Regions from separate parts of the Mus musculus genome. Here region 1 is linked to region 2. The links are chromatin contacts, called in public promoter capture Hi-C maps. All regions are on one chromosome and are shown on one strand. Each heading gives the region's core, a stretch centred on a gene start, on an enhancer-like site or on the middle of the called end of the contact. The rest is flanking DNA. Distances are from core to core; before and after follow the strand shown. Region 1 overlaps Ophn1 (oligophrenin 1). Region 2 holds the start of Las1l (LAS1-like (S. cerevisiae)).

The links. Promoter capture Hi-C pulls out the DNA fragments that hold promoters and counts their contacts.
Region 1: a contact with region 2 is called in a promoter capture Hi-C map of liver, with 2.9 times the contacts expected there. The contact joins the enhancer-like site here to the promoter of Las1l in region 2. A contact is called at or near these places in 5 of 39 promoter capture datasets (the 3T3-L1 cell line, the C10 cell line, hippocampal neurons and 2 more).

What each region holds. Positions count from the first base shown.
Region 1 is chrX:98,868,869-98,872,474 of GRCm38.p6, reverse strand. All of the region lies in intron 2 of Ophn1 (oligophrenin 1), which reads left to right. Among named protein-coding and RNA genes, the nearest start is that of Ophn1, 20 kb to the left of the region's middle. Within about 2 kb of position 1,749, at least 17 of the 459 cell types and tissues checked have an H3K27ac peak or open chromatin away from gene starts, as enhancers often do.
Region 2 is chrX:95,954,564-95,958,587 of GRCm38.p6, reverse strand. It overlaps Las1l (LAS1-like (S. cerevisiae)), which reads left to right and starts at 1,614. Exons shown (of 13, transcript NM_152822.3): 1 at 1,614-1,930; 2 at 2,588-2,713; 3 at 3,377-3,446. The coding sequence starts at 1,740.

The DNA.
Region 1 (3,606 bases), core at 500-2,999, 2.9 Mb before region 2:
CAATCAAGTCTTTCAGATCCATCACTGTCACATGACAGGCAGCATCCATTCAAAGAGGTCACAAGTAGCTGCAAGGAGAGAGGGATTTAGAACTATTCCTTTGCCTCCCTCTTACCCATGTGCCTTCAATCAGTTCCTGCTTCCTTGGCAGTAGGGGGATAATTGGCATGGTTTTGTAGCAGTGCCCCATTATAGGGATTTCCACTGCAGTAGGCAGCTTTGTGCTAGCTAGCCTATGCCTGGCACCATTACTGAGGCAATTGTTGCTTTTGGGTCAGGTCTAACAAGTCCGGCAAGATCTGGCTGATTAAAGCATTCAGTTGCCCACTGGGCAAGGCAGCACTTGCTTGGTTGGTCTTCTTTCCAGGGAGAATTTTGAAGTGTGTGTGTGTGTGTGTGTGTGTGTGTGTGTGTGTGTGTCCTTTAAGGAGTTAACTCTTCTTGGTAATGTGTGGACCTCCAGTAGCCTCTGGCTATTCTGGAAATTTCTGATCAGTTGCGTTACACAGGTTTCTCATGACATGCATCTGCGTTTATGAGCCAAGCAAGAGTTAATAACATAATGTTCATTTTTTCCCCTTTTTAATTAACATGTAGTAACTCTATTATGGGCTACAGTGTGATAGTTCACTCCATAGATACAATACACACTGATCAAATAACAGTAAGTTTCATTGTCTTACAATGTTTGATATTTGTAGACACTAAGTTCTTTCTCGAGTTCTTTATAACATATATAATTACATTGTGAACTTTAGTCACCCTAATGTGCTGTAGAACAACACTTATTGCTCTTGTCTATATTTTGGTGCCCATCATTTGATTTCCCTCCATTTTCCTTCCCCTTATCCCCTTTCAGTCTCTAGTACTTAGTATTCTGCCTCCTTCAGTTTGAGGTAAACTTTTGAGGTAAACTTTCACAGATAAACAAGAACCTGCTGTGTTCATTTTCCTGTTCATGACTTATTTCATGCAGTATACTGTCTGTCCTCCAGTTCCATTAATTTTCTCACAAATGATAGTGCTTTGTCTTTTATGCCTGAATCCATTGCATGCAATTTTCTTAATATCCTGGTGTTTAAAGCCAGGCGTGGTGGTTCATGGCTACAGTTCTAGCACCAGAGAGGCTAGAGGATCGCTGCAAGTTGGAGGCCAGTCTGGGCTACATAGTGAGTTCCAGTCCAGCCAACACTATGTAGCAAGACTCTGTCCCCAAACAAGACAAAAATCTAGAAAAAATGTTAATGAAAAATTCTCCCATCCTCCTGGCAAAAAAAAGAGAAATGTACCACTGCTGTCATTAGCTTTGAAATGCTCTGTAAAGTTTTTCTTTGAAGATAATTGGTGGAGGGAAACTCTGTAGTCTTGCATCATTCCTCGTTTGCTCTTTATTGAAAGTTCTAGAACTAAAGGAAGATGGGGTAAAGAGTAGCCATTTTCTTTTCTGGAGGTCTTTTGTCTCTCTTTGTACTAAAGCAGGGGTCAGCATCTTACCCAACACTCATTTTTATAATAATATCTACTTTTTCAAGAACATAATCATAATGCATAAGCCCACCCCTTTGATTTGAGATATTCAATGGTTGGTGTGGCAGATGGCAGAATTAGTTCATTGAATCCGGGAAACAGTAGCACTCACAAGACTGAAATAAACAGAGCAATGTTGATTGGCTGTGGTTGGCTCTGGCAAGGCATCTCATTCCTTGACTGTGTCTGGTGTTGGCTGGGCTTGTGTAGTGAGGTGTGCAAGGAAGTGCTTCTGGAAATAGCCTACTTCCTCATACTTTATGAATGCTTGGTATCCAGATGGCACTCTGAGGTAACTTGCCACTTGAATGGGCAAAGGGTTGTTTTCTTAGTTCCCACCCTGGGGTATAACACAGTGTCAGTTCTCAGTTCTGATCTAGGAGTTTTGCTTTCTCAAATGCCCACTCAAAATCACAATAGTTCAATGGTTCTCTAGTATAAAGTTCTCTTCTCTTCCCTTCCCTTCCCTTCCCTTCCCTTCCCTTCCCTTCTCTTCCCTTCCCTTCCCTTCTCTTCCCTTCTCTTCCCTTCTCTTCCCTTCTCTTCCCTTCTCTTCCCTTCTCTTCCCTTCTCTTCCCCTCCCCTCCCCTCCCCTCCCCTCCCCTCCCCTCCCCTCCCCTCCCCTCCCCTCTCCTCCAGTTTGGACATAGTTTAGTTATGTTGTCTAGGCTCATCTCAAATTTCCAGTCCTCTTGCCTATTATGTTCTATCTTTGGGTATTTTGGATCATTTATGAAGGTCCTTTTGTGTGTATCTATTGCTTTGGAACTTTGAGCTCTGAGATGAACTTTTCAGTTGAGGTGATATAGAAGCAATCTGCAGCTCTGGTCTTAGAAAAAGGCAAGGTGTTGATGTTACACTCTCTCTTTGTCATAAGGTAACAGGGGCTCATTTCTCTCTTTGATAAGTTTGTGAATTTCTTGTTCATTAAAGGGGCCAGAGAGCAGCTCCCTTTATAGTCAACAATGATGTAATATACTAAGCAATGAAGGAGATGGGACAGGAACCACAGAAGTCACCACAGGGCACACTGCCCGGGCAGGCTGTTTGCAACTGGCTAGATAATATTTCACTGAAGCCTGAAGAAAAGGAATGGTGTGAATAACCTTTTAGTTTCTTCGGTTCCTATATATTCTTTGTGTTTGATTGTATGATTTTTATTTCAGTGGCATTATTTTGGGATGATTTGATGAGGATTTTTTTTTCCCTTGAAGTGTGTGGCAACTTATGTGATTTCTGATAACTTTACCAAAATGAAGTGAGCTGGACAAGCTTAGCTTGAGAGAGTAATCACAGGTTCTCCTTTGTAAGCAGGTCAGAGAGAATATAAAACTGACTTGTAGAAGAGGTTCAGAGAGGTGCTTGTGGGTGTGTGGATGGCGGGAGTCTCCCTCAGTTGTTCCCTATCTTTTTTTTTTTGAGACAGTGTTTTTCCTTGAACCGGGAAAGCTTCTGTTTGGAGTTAACCTTTGTTTTGCTGTCTTGAGACAGAGTCTAAGAAATGCCAGGTAGGCCTGGACCTGTCTGAGGGTGAGGATGCAACCTCATATATTTGGCTAGGCTCACTTCCCCTCCCCGCCCCCAGCACTGTGGTTACAGATGTGTGCCACTATGCCGAGGCTTTGCATGGATACTGGGGATGCAAAGTCAGGTTTTCGTGTTTGCATGGTAAGCACTTTATCCACGGGAATGCTTACCTATTCTCTACCACTTTCTTAAAGTCTCAATTTTCTCAACTTCATGGAGACTGTAGTGCCAACTTCAGTCACTGAATATATGTATAAGACAATGTAATTGAAAATAAAACCTTCCCCCACACCATGCATGTCTGCAGTGCTGGGGACCGAATTCAGAGCTGTATACATGCTAAGCAAGTGTTGATCTTTATCATCAGAGTTAAAAATTCTTAATAAACTATTTAAGTACTTACACATATATTTATGGTAGTATTTATGTGATAAACTTAAATGGGTAGTATCGGTAACTTGGCTGGAGTTATGTGTGCATCTTTCTTTGAAAATTCCGGAGTACCTTTTAGGAAGTGACAAGCAAAGGAACACGAGTGTAAATATCATCCTG
Region 2 (4,024 bases), core at 365-2,864:
TTAAGAAAACATGTTTTCTTAATTCTTTAGAGTTTTTAATTATATGTATTTGTGTTGGGGTATGTTATATGAATCCAGGTGCCAGATGAAGCCATTGGTGTTTGGTGTCTGTGGCACTGGAGTTAACAGGTGATCTGCACTCCAGTCTTCTGCCATTTGAACAATGGAACCACCTCTGGCTCATTTACCTCCTTTCTTAGCAGTCCCATACGAGGCCACAGGGCTGAGCTTCAGTGTCCTCACTGGTAAATTAATAAAGACAAAACCAACTTCAGTAAAATGACAAAATGCACAGGTCAACTAGAAGAATTATTTTATTTAGGCTATCGTCATAGGGAGAATACTTAAAGAACAACACAATAGATGGCTTTGTAGTGGGAGATAAACATGAAAGTCATTCATGAGTGTTATGGGGAGTCATATGAAAGCAAGGGAAAGAGTATTAACTGAAAGCATTTGCACAGGGATGTGGTAGATAACTGGAGTCTAGACTAATAACCTCAGGAAAGGGGCAGAGACTTGTCCAAGGTCACATTGATAGTGGCAAAGGAAAGGTAAGACTAGAACCCTGATTCTATACTCTCAAGATAATTCTAATTCCAGTCATTCAGGCCTTAAATCACTGTGCAACGGGCATCTATCAGCTTACATATTTCTTAGTAATGCTTTTATTTTAAAAAAGATTTATTTATTTATTTATTTATTTATTTATTTATTTATTTTATGTATATGAGTACACACTGTAGCTGTACATATAGTTGTGAGCCTTCATCTGATTGTTCGGAATTGAATTTAGGACCTGTGCTCGCTCCAGTCAACCTGCTTGCTCCTCTAGACCTCGCTTGCTCCAATCAACTCCGCGAGCTCAGTCCCTGCTCCCCCAGGTCAGCCCTGCTCTCTCAGTCCCTGCTCAGTTCGGCCCAAAGATTTATTTACTATTATTATAAATAAGTACACTGTAGCTGTCTTCAGACGCCCCAGAAGAGGACATCAGATCCCATTACAGATGGTTGTGAGCCACCATGTGGTTGCTGGGATTTGGACTCAGGACCTTCGGAAGAGCAGTCAGTGCTCTTACCGCTATTTAACATATAAGATAGTGGGTTCCGTTATGACATTTTCACGCATGTACTTTGCTCATATTAACTTCCTGCCCCTATTATCATCTTTTACTGGTTCTGACCCTTCTCACACTGTTCTCTTTCCTTCCTCCTAACATGCTGCTATTAATTTACTCAGTACTTGTCAAGAAAGCCGATTTTGTTCTACCAAATCTTAAAGCCAAAAACCAAAAAAAAAAAAAAAAAAAAAAGAACCTTGAAAGCACCCTAAGTACTGTAATCGAGAGCAATTCTTCCGTAGACCGCCAAGGGGCGCAAAGCTTTGTTTTGTTTTGTTTTTGTTTTTCTCCTTAAAGTCCATACACGCTGGGACAGACGACGCTCAACAAGACAGGAAATTATGGGAACCTAGAAGCTGAAAGGACTGTGTTTCTGGGTAGGCGGCTTTGTGAATGAACGCTTCCGGCAGCGAGCGGTGCCAGAATTCCGCACGTCAGACCTGTGTCCCACGTTCCTATTGGCTACAGTCACGTTGAGAGGCGGGCTGACGTCGGGGTCATATTCTCCAATTGGCTAATGGTGTGCCGTTTGGAGCAAGGGCAGTGTGTAGCGCAGCATGCTGCGCACTTCAGTTGAGGTTGGGAATCCGGGCGGAGACCTGCTCTTGGCTCCCAGGGCATGGATCGCGTGTGGCGTGCGTGGGACGGGCAGTCCTTCAAAGAGAACCAGCCTGAGTCGCCGAGTGCCAGGGGTATCGTCGTCTCTTGGCTCAGCAGGGCTGAGTGGGAGCAAGTGACGGTTTATCTGTTCTGCGATGATCACAAGTTGCAGCAGTATGCGCTGAACCGAATTACAGTATGGAGGAGCAGGTAAGGCGGCCGGGTCAACCCTCCTGCCTGGGCGCTGGTGGTGCCTCACTCCTTCCTTGGTCGAATTCCCCTACGGCCACATCTTCTATAGCCTTCCCTGAAATTGCCTTATGGTGCCTCTCTCCTAAGTGCCTGGGGAAAAGTTGCAGCCATGCTCCTGTACTCGTCGAAGGAAAACAGGGCGTACGTTCCAATAATATTTTTGTGTCTGTGAGGTTTAAGTTTTATGTCCAAAATAGAGGGAACCTGAGCCCGGGACTAAAAGAGTAGGTTGATATGTTAGGGTGGCTTTCTGGTTCCAGTTAGGGATTGGACTGTCACCGTTTAGGTTAGATTCAGGATTGAGAAGGCTCAGTTCGTTTGATGGGGGCGGGATATAGAGATTTGGGGTTCCCATACCTAAATAATTTGAGCGGGGAGAAAACGGACTGTGTCCACACAACTGTTGATGTCCTGTTCACCCCAGCCAGCTTCTCAATTCCTTTATTATTGTTGGATCCCGGGGACTTGACCCCGTCTTTTCCACAGGGTTTTGTATCTCCGTGCACTTTTCAGTATGTAGGGGGGGGGTGGGGGGTGTATAGTACAACGACCAAGCTTCTCTGGTAGAGGATAGAACAATGTACTGATTTTTATGATGGTGCTGTGGCCCTTTAGGTTAGGCAACGAACTGCCCCTGGCAGTGGCTTCTACTGCTGACCTGGTAAGATGCAAGCTCATCGATGCAGCCGGTACCTTGGGCACTGATGAACTTAGACTGCTCTATGGCATGGCATTGGTCAGGTAAGACCTGCACAGGGTAAGACTGGGGTGTTGGCTTTGGGAACTGGTAAACATGGATTCGGGTACTACCTGAAACAAAAAGCCACGGATGGGCCTTTGTGGGTGAATCAACCTCTGAGTTTTGTTTTTGTTTTTGTTTTTTTAACGTGGCCATGACTATGTCTTGTTCACAGGTATGTCTTGTCCACACAACCCTCTTTCCCTTTTCCAGAAAGTTTTTTCTCTTCTGTTCTTCCTTCCCTTCTAGAATGTGTAGGAGGTATGAAATTCAGAATATTTCATACATGTTGGGGGGAGGGCTACTACTGAGTTTTCTCATGTGACAAAGCCTTGTTCAATCTGTTTGGATGTCTCTCCCTTTGTCCTCTGTTTCTGTCACTTATCTGTGTTCCCCATATTATTTCATGTAGTCATTTATTCTGACATCTACAGCATATTGTGTTCTACATATGTCATGATTATTCTAGACCAAATTTGCCAAGACCAGAAGTGTCTTATTTGTCTGTGTTGTTTCCCTTAGTAAATGTTGGGGTGGGTAGGGACTATCCCTGCTCTGGCTGACACCAAGCATAAGAATGGGGAAGTCAGTAGAAAGGTACTTCATAAGGAATTTTGAGTAAAACAGTTTTTTGGACTATGCCACTTATGTCTCTCCCAACCCAGGTTTGTGAATCTTATCTCAGAGAGGAAGACAAAATGTTCTAACCTTCCCCTCAAATACCTGGCTCAGGAGGTATGTGCGAAAGGTTGCATTGCTCATTCTCTTTTTCTAGGAGGGCTTCCTAAGTAGGTCATGGGGTAAGGTATGCAAATCAACCAGTTTAGCTCATCACTACCAGATAAGCCAGTAGAAGCTTTAGGCCCTTAGCTTTCAAGTTTTTGGTGGTTGTTAACTCATGAAATAGTATGTTCCACGAGGGCACGTGTACATATATTACTGCTATAGTTGTTTTTTATTTGCCCTTCTCTGCTTTCCACTCCTATCCACCCTCTTTCAAATAACCCTTCCTGTTGTGTGCATGTCACACTCCATTAGCTTTCCTTGCTCTCCTTGTCCCTTTCGTTAGCCCCCTTCCTCCCTTGCCCACACTCCTCTTTCTCTATTCTTTGCCCTAAACATATATACACACATATACAAATTTACATCTAGATTCTGCATGTGAGAAAAATTTTGAAACACTTGTCTTTCTGAGTCTGAGCCTGGCTTATTTTGTTTGCTTCACATACTGATCTTCAATACCTGAATATACCATACCAGCATTTACTGTTGCTTATTTTTTTTTAATAATACCAATCTTGACTGGGCTGAGA